2 separate regions of the Mus musculus genome follow, and region 2 is linked to region 1. The links are chromatin contacts, called in public promoter capture Hi-C maps. All regions are on one chromosome and are shown on one strand. The core of a region is the stretch at or near the end of the contact, and the rest is flanking DNA. Distances in the headings are between cores, read along the strand shown.

Region 1 (3,525 bases), core at 293-2,792:
TTGTTGCTAATTTTTAAAAATGTTGTATTCATATGAGGACTCTATCTGCATGTATGCCTGAAAGTTAGTAGAGGGCATCAGATTTCATTACAGATGGTTGTGAGCCACTGTGTGGATGCTGGGAATTGAACAGCCAGTTCTCTTAACCATTGACCACGTAACCATCTCTACAGCTCCAAAAGGAAATATCTATGATATCTATATCTACCTACCTACTTACCTACCTACCAACCTATCTATCTATCTATCTATCTATCTATCTATCTATATATATATATATATATATATATATATACTTTTGTTTTTTGAGACAGGGTTTCTCTGTGTAGCTCTGGCTGTCCTAGAACTTGCTCTGTAGAGCATGCTGGCCTCAGATTCACAGAGATCTGCCTGCTTCTGCCTCCCGAGTGTTGGGATTAAAAGCATGTGCCACCACTGCCCATTGTTGCCTATTTTTAATTGGTTTATCTTTTGTATTATCAAATTGAAAGAGTTCTTTATTTTAGATACCACATCCTATGAGTTACAAGATTTGACAATATTGTCTCCCATTCTTTTGGTTGTTTTTCTTTCTCTTATTTAATTTTTTCTTAGTTCTGATGTTTGTACCTAGGACATTAGACGTGTTAGTCAAGTTCTCTACCGTTGAGCTACACCCCAAACCTTAGTTTTATATTTCTTTTGTTAAATTTATTTCTTTTTTTCCAAAGATTTATTTATTATTATGAATAAGTACACTGTAGCTGTGTTCAGACGCACCAGAAGAGGGGGTGGTGAGCCACCATGTGGTTGCTGGGATTTGAACTCAGGACCTTCGGAAGAGCAGTCAGTGCTCTTACCCACTGAGCCATCTCACCAGCCCGTTGAATTTATTTCTAAGCATGTTATTTATAATTGTTTTTGTTTGAGGCAAGAGAGTAAAAACCAGAACATTTGGTTAATAAATGTCATTTCCTGTAAACATAAGCATTCATTTGAGAGAATGCTTCCTTCTCACTTCTATTTTATAATTAAAGTTATTTCCTCAATTATGTGATATCTAGATGTTTCACCTTCATGGATGCCTGTGCACCAGGTGTGTGCCTAGTGCCCATGGAGGCCAGAAGAAGGCATTGGATCTCCTGGAACTAACATTACAGATGGCTGTGAGCTGCCATGTGGGTACTGGGAATTAAACCCAGGTCCTCTGGAAGAGCAGCTAGTGCTCTTAGATGCTGAACTATCTCTCTAGTTCTTTGTTTTGCAATTTCAAAAGTAGGTGTGGAGAATTTGGCATTTGAAGTTCCAAAGGCTGTTGTGTTGCTCTGTGTAGTTTGTTTGTGTATGTTTCTTTCATTTTGTTGCTTTTAAGGATCAAGTTACTGGTATTATAGAAAATCAGGACAGCATCCACCCAAGATCCCAGCCACACAGCTCTATGTCTGAACCTTCTTTGTCCCGGCAGCGAAGGCAGAAAAAAAGGGAACAGACTGCCCATAGTCGTACAAAGAGCCAGGTCAGCAATCTCTTTCCAGTGAGTCATTGTGCTGCGTGGGAGACAGACTCTGGGAAGCTTGCCTTTTGTTTAGAATGGTTAGCAGTTGCCAGAAAGTACATAAGACATGCAAAGAGTGGATTGAGAAGCTGGGCCAGGGTAAGATGCGTAATAATGCTTTTAGCTGTCGGAGTGTTGGAAATACAGCAGGAGTGTGTGGGTTGTTTGGAGTGAATGGGGTGGGCTGTTGCTCAGCTTTGTTTTTCTTTTTATATATTTTCTTGACCATATATATTTTTTTCTATGCAGTGCTGGAAAGCGAACCAAGGGTCTTGTGTATGCTCTAGAAGCACTCTACCAGTGAGCTGCAGTCCTAGCCCTCAGTGCTTCCTTTATCAAAATGCCTTCCATCAATACCCTTTCCTACACCTACTAGGTAGCAGCGTCTCCATAGCACACGCAGGTCTTGAAACGGTGACTTTGTTGCCTCAGCCTTCCAAGTGGCTGGGATTATGGCATGCACAACCAGGCTTGGCTTTTTACACTGTGGATGTAGCCCAGTGGTAGAGTGCTTGCTTGGTCTGCATGAAGTCCTGGGTTCAGCTCCCTAGCACCAAGTAAACTAGGCATGGTGGCACAAACTTGTGATCCCAAAATTTAGGATATGTAAATGTGAAAATGAGAAATGAATGTCCATCCTTGCCTATATATAGTCAGGTTGAGGGTAGCCTTAGGGACATGAGATCTTCCTTTTCAAAAAATTTTAAGTGCTTTAAACATTTTAAGGACAAATCATTGGTGAATGTATGAGGGACTTGCCAGTGGGAGATTTTAGAGATGGCTCCACATGGAACTGATAAACTCCCTCTCTTTCCATTACTTTAGTTCCAAGAATTACCCCCTCGGCTTTTGCCTTCTTATCCTGGTATTGGGAAAGTGGATATCATAGCAACACAGCAAAATGATGGAAACCAAGGTGGACCTGTGGCTGGGTGTGTAAACAGTTCAAGGACCAGCTCAACAGCATCAGCAAAGGTTTGTGTGAATGTGTGCTGGGCTCAAAACACTTCTTATAAAGCTTTGAATGATAAAATCTGTGTGCATCTGTGGAGGGTCATATTAAAACATATCAGTCACACTTCACCAATTCTAGAAGAGACAAATTTGCACTTTTACAACGTTAGCTTTGATTAAAATGGATATAGTCTTCAGTTCCAAAGATTGTCACTTGAATTGAATTCTGAATATAAGAAATGCCATAGTTCTAATAACCGTAACCCTTATGTGCTAAACTTCACGTCAAAGTGGTTTCTGCTCCTTGAGAGACCAGTGGGAGGCCTTTAGCAGTATTAGATGATGCATCAAGCATTGCTATAGTACTAGTGAGTAGAAACAAGAATAACTCCACAACTTTCTTTCAAAGGATCGACCATTATCAGCCAGAGAGAGGAGACGGCTAAAGCAGTCACAGGAGGAGATGCTGCCCTCAGGTGAAGTTGATGCCCTTATCTAGGTGGTTGTTGAGAGCTGGTAAGAAGCACCGGCTCTGACTGTTAGCTTTACACACTTTGAAGCAGCAGTCATCCATTTGGAAAAAGGACTTGGAAGGGTTTTTTTTAATTTCTTAGATAAGCCTCATAAGGTCCTGTAGAGTGCTGACTCTTTACTATCTATCAGAGAAAGAGAATTAAAAAGAGAGGCAGGGACTGGACAGATGCTCAACAGTTAATAGCATTATTGCTCTTGCAGAGGACCAGCGTTCAGATCCCAGTACCCACACAGTAGCTCATAACCATCTGTAACTGCAGTTCCAGGTGATCTGACACCTTCTTCTTACCTCCATAGGCACTGGGCACACACATAGTGCATATATACATGCAGGCAGAACACTCCTACACAGAAAATAAAATTTTACAAAAATTAAAATCTAAAACAAACTAATAAATTTGAGAGAGACAAAGTGACACACAGAGAGACACACAGAGAGAGGCAAAGAGACAGATGGAGAGAGAGAGATAGCAAGCAAACCAGAGGGCTTTGACCTTTGAAAT
Region 2 (3,155 bases), core at 302-2,801, 220 kb after region 1:
ATATATGTGGTTCAACTTTCAGCAAAGATTCCTCACTTAAGGATTCACATAAAACTTTAAAAGAGCTCCAGGACTATAACCTTGAAAACCAAACACACCAAGCAGGCCTGTTATCACCCACAGTCCTTTCAACTAAAACAAATGATAATAAAATGGATCTAAAGCCAGTACTAACAGTTGACAGTTACATTTCAAATTAAAAAATTTTTTTTGTTTACAGTCAAGTGTCAAGTAGCTTTAATATAAGGAAATGATATAAACTTTCCTTTTGAAGAGACCTGAGTCTCCTTCCCTACCAGAACAGCCCAGTATGACGACACGTGGTGTGCCTGACCCATGCCTCTTCTAAGCCTCAGACATTCACTGTGCAATCTCATGCAGCCTTCAAAGAGTCCCAGATCATCACTCTCAGAACAGTTCAGGGTGCAGAAAAGTTGAATGAATGACTTGGAATTAACATGAAATGAGCAGGTCTGGAGGACAAACTTGGCTCTGTCTATTTTCCAAGTTCACTGTAAGAACGGTTATGGTTGTGATAATCCATGGATTGGTTTCTACAGAGTCAGAACCATCTCTAGAGGTTCTGAGATGGGATCTATGACTGTGGGTCTAGGAAGCTAAGAGTGCAGCTATCCAGGAGTAGGAAGCAAAGGTTGCTCCAGCCCCTGGATTCCCATTTTAGAGTTGGATGAAAGAATCCCCTAGTCATTAAAATCCATACTTTGAAAGAATCAAGCTAGGACCTCCCCCTCACTTCATACCATACACAAAAATGAACTCAAAATGGGTCAACATCCTAAATGTGAAACAAAATTCATAAGAGAAAATATAAATTCCTGTGACACTGGGGGGGGGGGGGATGGTTTCTCAGATATGGTTCCCAAAACATGTGGCCAAAACACGCAAAAGATGGACTTGGTCAAAACCGAAAGCATGGATGCTTCAAAGGATGAAATGAAAATAGATAAAACATTTTAAAGGGTACTATCAAGTCACAAAAGCCAGGTGTAGTGATACATGTTATAATCCCAGCACTTGGGAGGCTGAGGCAGGAGGATGGTGAGTTTGAGGCCAGCTTGTTCCACATAGTTCTAAGCCAGCCTATGCTCTATAGAGACCATGTCCTGAGAAACAACAAAAGAATAAAGCAAGAGGCCGTGAGCACAGCTCTGTGGGGCTCCACATGTGGAGAGTAAAAGCCCTGAATTTGATCTGCAGGCCCCCACCTCCCGCAAAAAAAGAGAAGAAAAAAAAAAAGAACAAAGGGTAAAAAAACCTTCACGGAACAAGATGAGTTATTTGCATATCACACTTCTGATAAGGGTTTAGCACCCAGAATTCATAAAGAACTCTTACAACTCAACACAAACAAAACAACAGCAGCAAGCCCCGATACTAAATAAAAGGACAAGGGATTTAAATCCATTTCTCCAAAAATACAAATGGCAAATAAGCATATAAAAAATTCTCAACAGCATTAGTCATGGTGCAAGTGCAAGCCAAGCTCACGATGACACTACTCCACCCCTCCCGCGGGGTATGGGCTAAGACGGCACACGTGCTGGTGTAAGGCAGGCTGGGGAGGCTGCAGCCTACACACTGTGACTGAGAATGTACGGAGCAGCAGTCTGGTGGCTCCTCCAGCTCACCTTCCCCTCCTGGGCACACATGAAGTAGGTATGAAACACACACTCACATAAAACCTTAGGCTGTAACCTCCCCCAGCCAGTTTCAGTTTCTGTGGTAATCATGGTCAACTACAGTCCAAAATTATTCAATGGAAAATGCCAGGAATGAACAGTTCATAAGTTTTCAAGCACACATCATTCTGAGTAGCAGGAAGCCTCCAGCTGTCCCACTCTGTCCCCTGGAACCCGAGCCACCCTTGTCCGGCACATTTACTTAATCTATCATCACGGACTAGTCACTCACAGCCACCTTGGCTACCACAGTATTGAAATGTGTGTGCGTAACTCTTTCTTGATTTTAGGATCGTCTGTACATGCAAGAGTAGTGATGCAGAGATTCAGATGTGCCAAAGACACGTCTTAAAGTGTCTCCAGAAGAGAAACAATGAAAAGTTTCTAATCTGATAAGAAGATAAATGAGTTATGATCTACACTAAAAATAAATCTTCAGCCCAGGAAATTATGAAGAGGAGATTCCTGCTAGTTTTGCTGTGATATTTCAAACTGTAAAAGCTCTGGTTAGAATACATAATAAGTACCATCCTAAGATAGAAAAACAACAGACTTGCGGATGTAGCAAAGATTTGTGTATGCATGGGTAGGGTCGTTAGCCCTGCTTTTAGCTCTTTACTGGGGGCCTTGCAATATATTTATCACCTTACATAAGGGGATGGTGAAGGAAAAACACAATATGGTGTGGCAGTCCCTCCTTACCTACAGGGGGCATGCTCTAAAACCCACAGATGCTCAAAACAGTTCATATACTGCATTGTACAGCTACAGTGTACTCATATATACAAAATAAATAAATCTCATTTATTACGGGTGGTTACCCATAATGAGATCTGACGCCCTCTTCTGGTGTGTCTGAAGACAGCTACAGTGTACTTATGTATAATATTAAATCTTTTAGCCGGAGGGAGCAGGGACTGAGCGAGTGGAGTTGACTGGAGCGAGCAGAGGTCCTAAGAAAGTTCAATTACCAATAACCACATGAAGGCTCACAACCATCTTGTACAGCTACAGTGTACTCATATACATAAAATAAATAAATCTTTAAAAAAAATGATGCAGTGTGGTCTTTCAAAGTATCTTTTTCTTTGACCATTGCACTCACAGGACGTGATTCGTGGCACATTTTGGCACATCTGAATGGCCAGCACCATGGCTCAGGTGCTTCGGGTTACTGTCACATAGTCAGTTACCTGGACACGGCACTGTGATACTGGAACACATGATCTGACAACTGAGATGGCTACTAAGTGATGTATGCACAGTGTGGAAACACCAGAAAAGATGCCAAATCCTGTGAGCGACGGAACCACCACACCACTCAGAACGGGATGTACTTTAAAATTCATGAAAAATGAAACTTCTGGAGTCTACATTTAACATTTTCAAAGCATGGTTGCCAATATGCAACAGAAACCATGGGATTAAGTCACAGACAAAAAGGGATTTCTGAAT

What was found. Capture Hi-C pulls out chosen DNA fragments and counts their contacts.
Region 2: a promoter capture Hi-C map of adipose tissue shows a contact between it and region 1. The contact joins two enhancer-like sites. A contact is called at or near these places in 3 of 39 promoter capture datasets (liver and macrophages) and 3 of 9 other capture datasets (adipose tissue, liver and pancreatic islet).

What each region holds. Positions count from the first base shown.
Region 1 is chr14:30,972,864-30,976,388 of GRCm38.p6, forward strand. It overlaps Nek4 (NIMA (never in mitosis gene a)-related expressed kinase 4), which reads left to right. Exons shown (of 15, transcript NM_011849.3): 8 at 1,352-1,495; 9 at 2,360-2,509; 10 at 2,898-2,964. Among named protein-coding and RNA genes, the nearest start is that of Gm41121, 23 kb to the left of the region's middle. Within about 2 kb of position 1,543, at least 106 of the 459 cell types and tissues checked have an H3K27ac peak or open chromatin away from gene starts, as enhancers often do. A contact at or near this core is called in adipose tissue, where this site is marked.
Region 2 is chr14:31,196,445-31,199,599 of GRCm38.p6, forward strand. The region is part of intron 3 of Nisch (nischarin); the gene reads right to left. Among named protein-coding and RNA genes, the nearest start is that of Nisch, 8.8 kb to the right of the region's middle. Within about 2 kb of position 1,552, at least 133 of the 459 cell types and tissues checked have an H3K27ac peak or open chromatin away from gene starts, as enhancers often do. A contact at or near this core is called in adipose tissue, where this site is marked.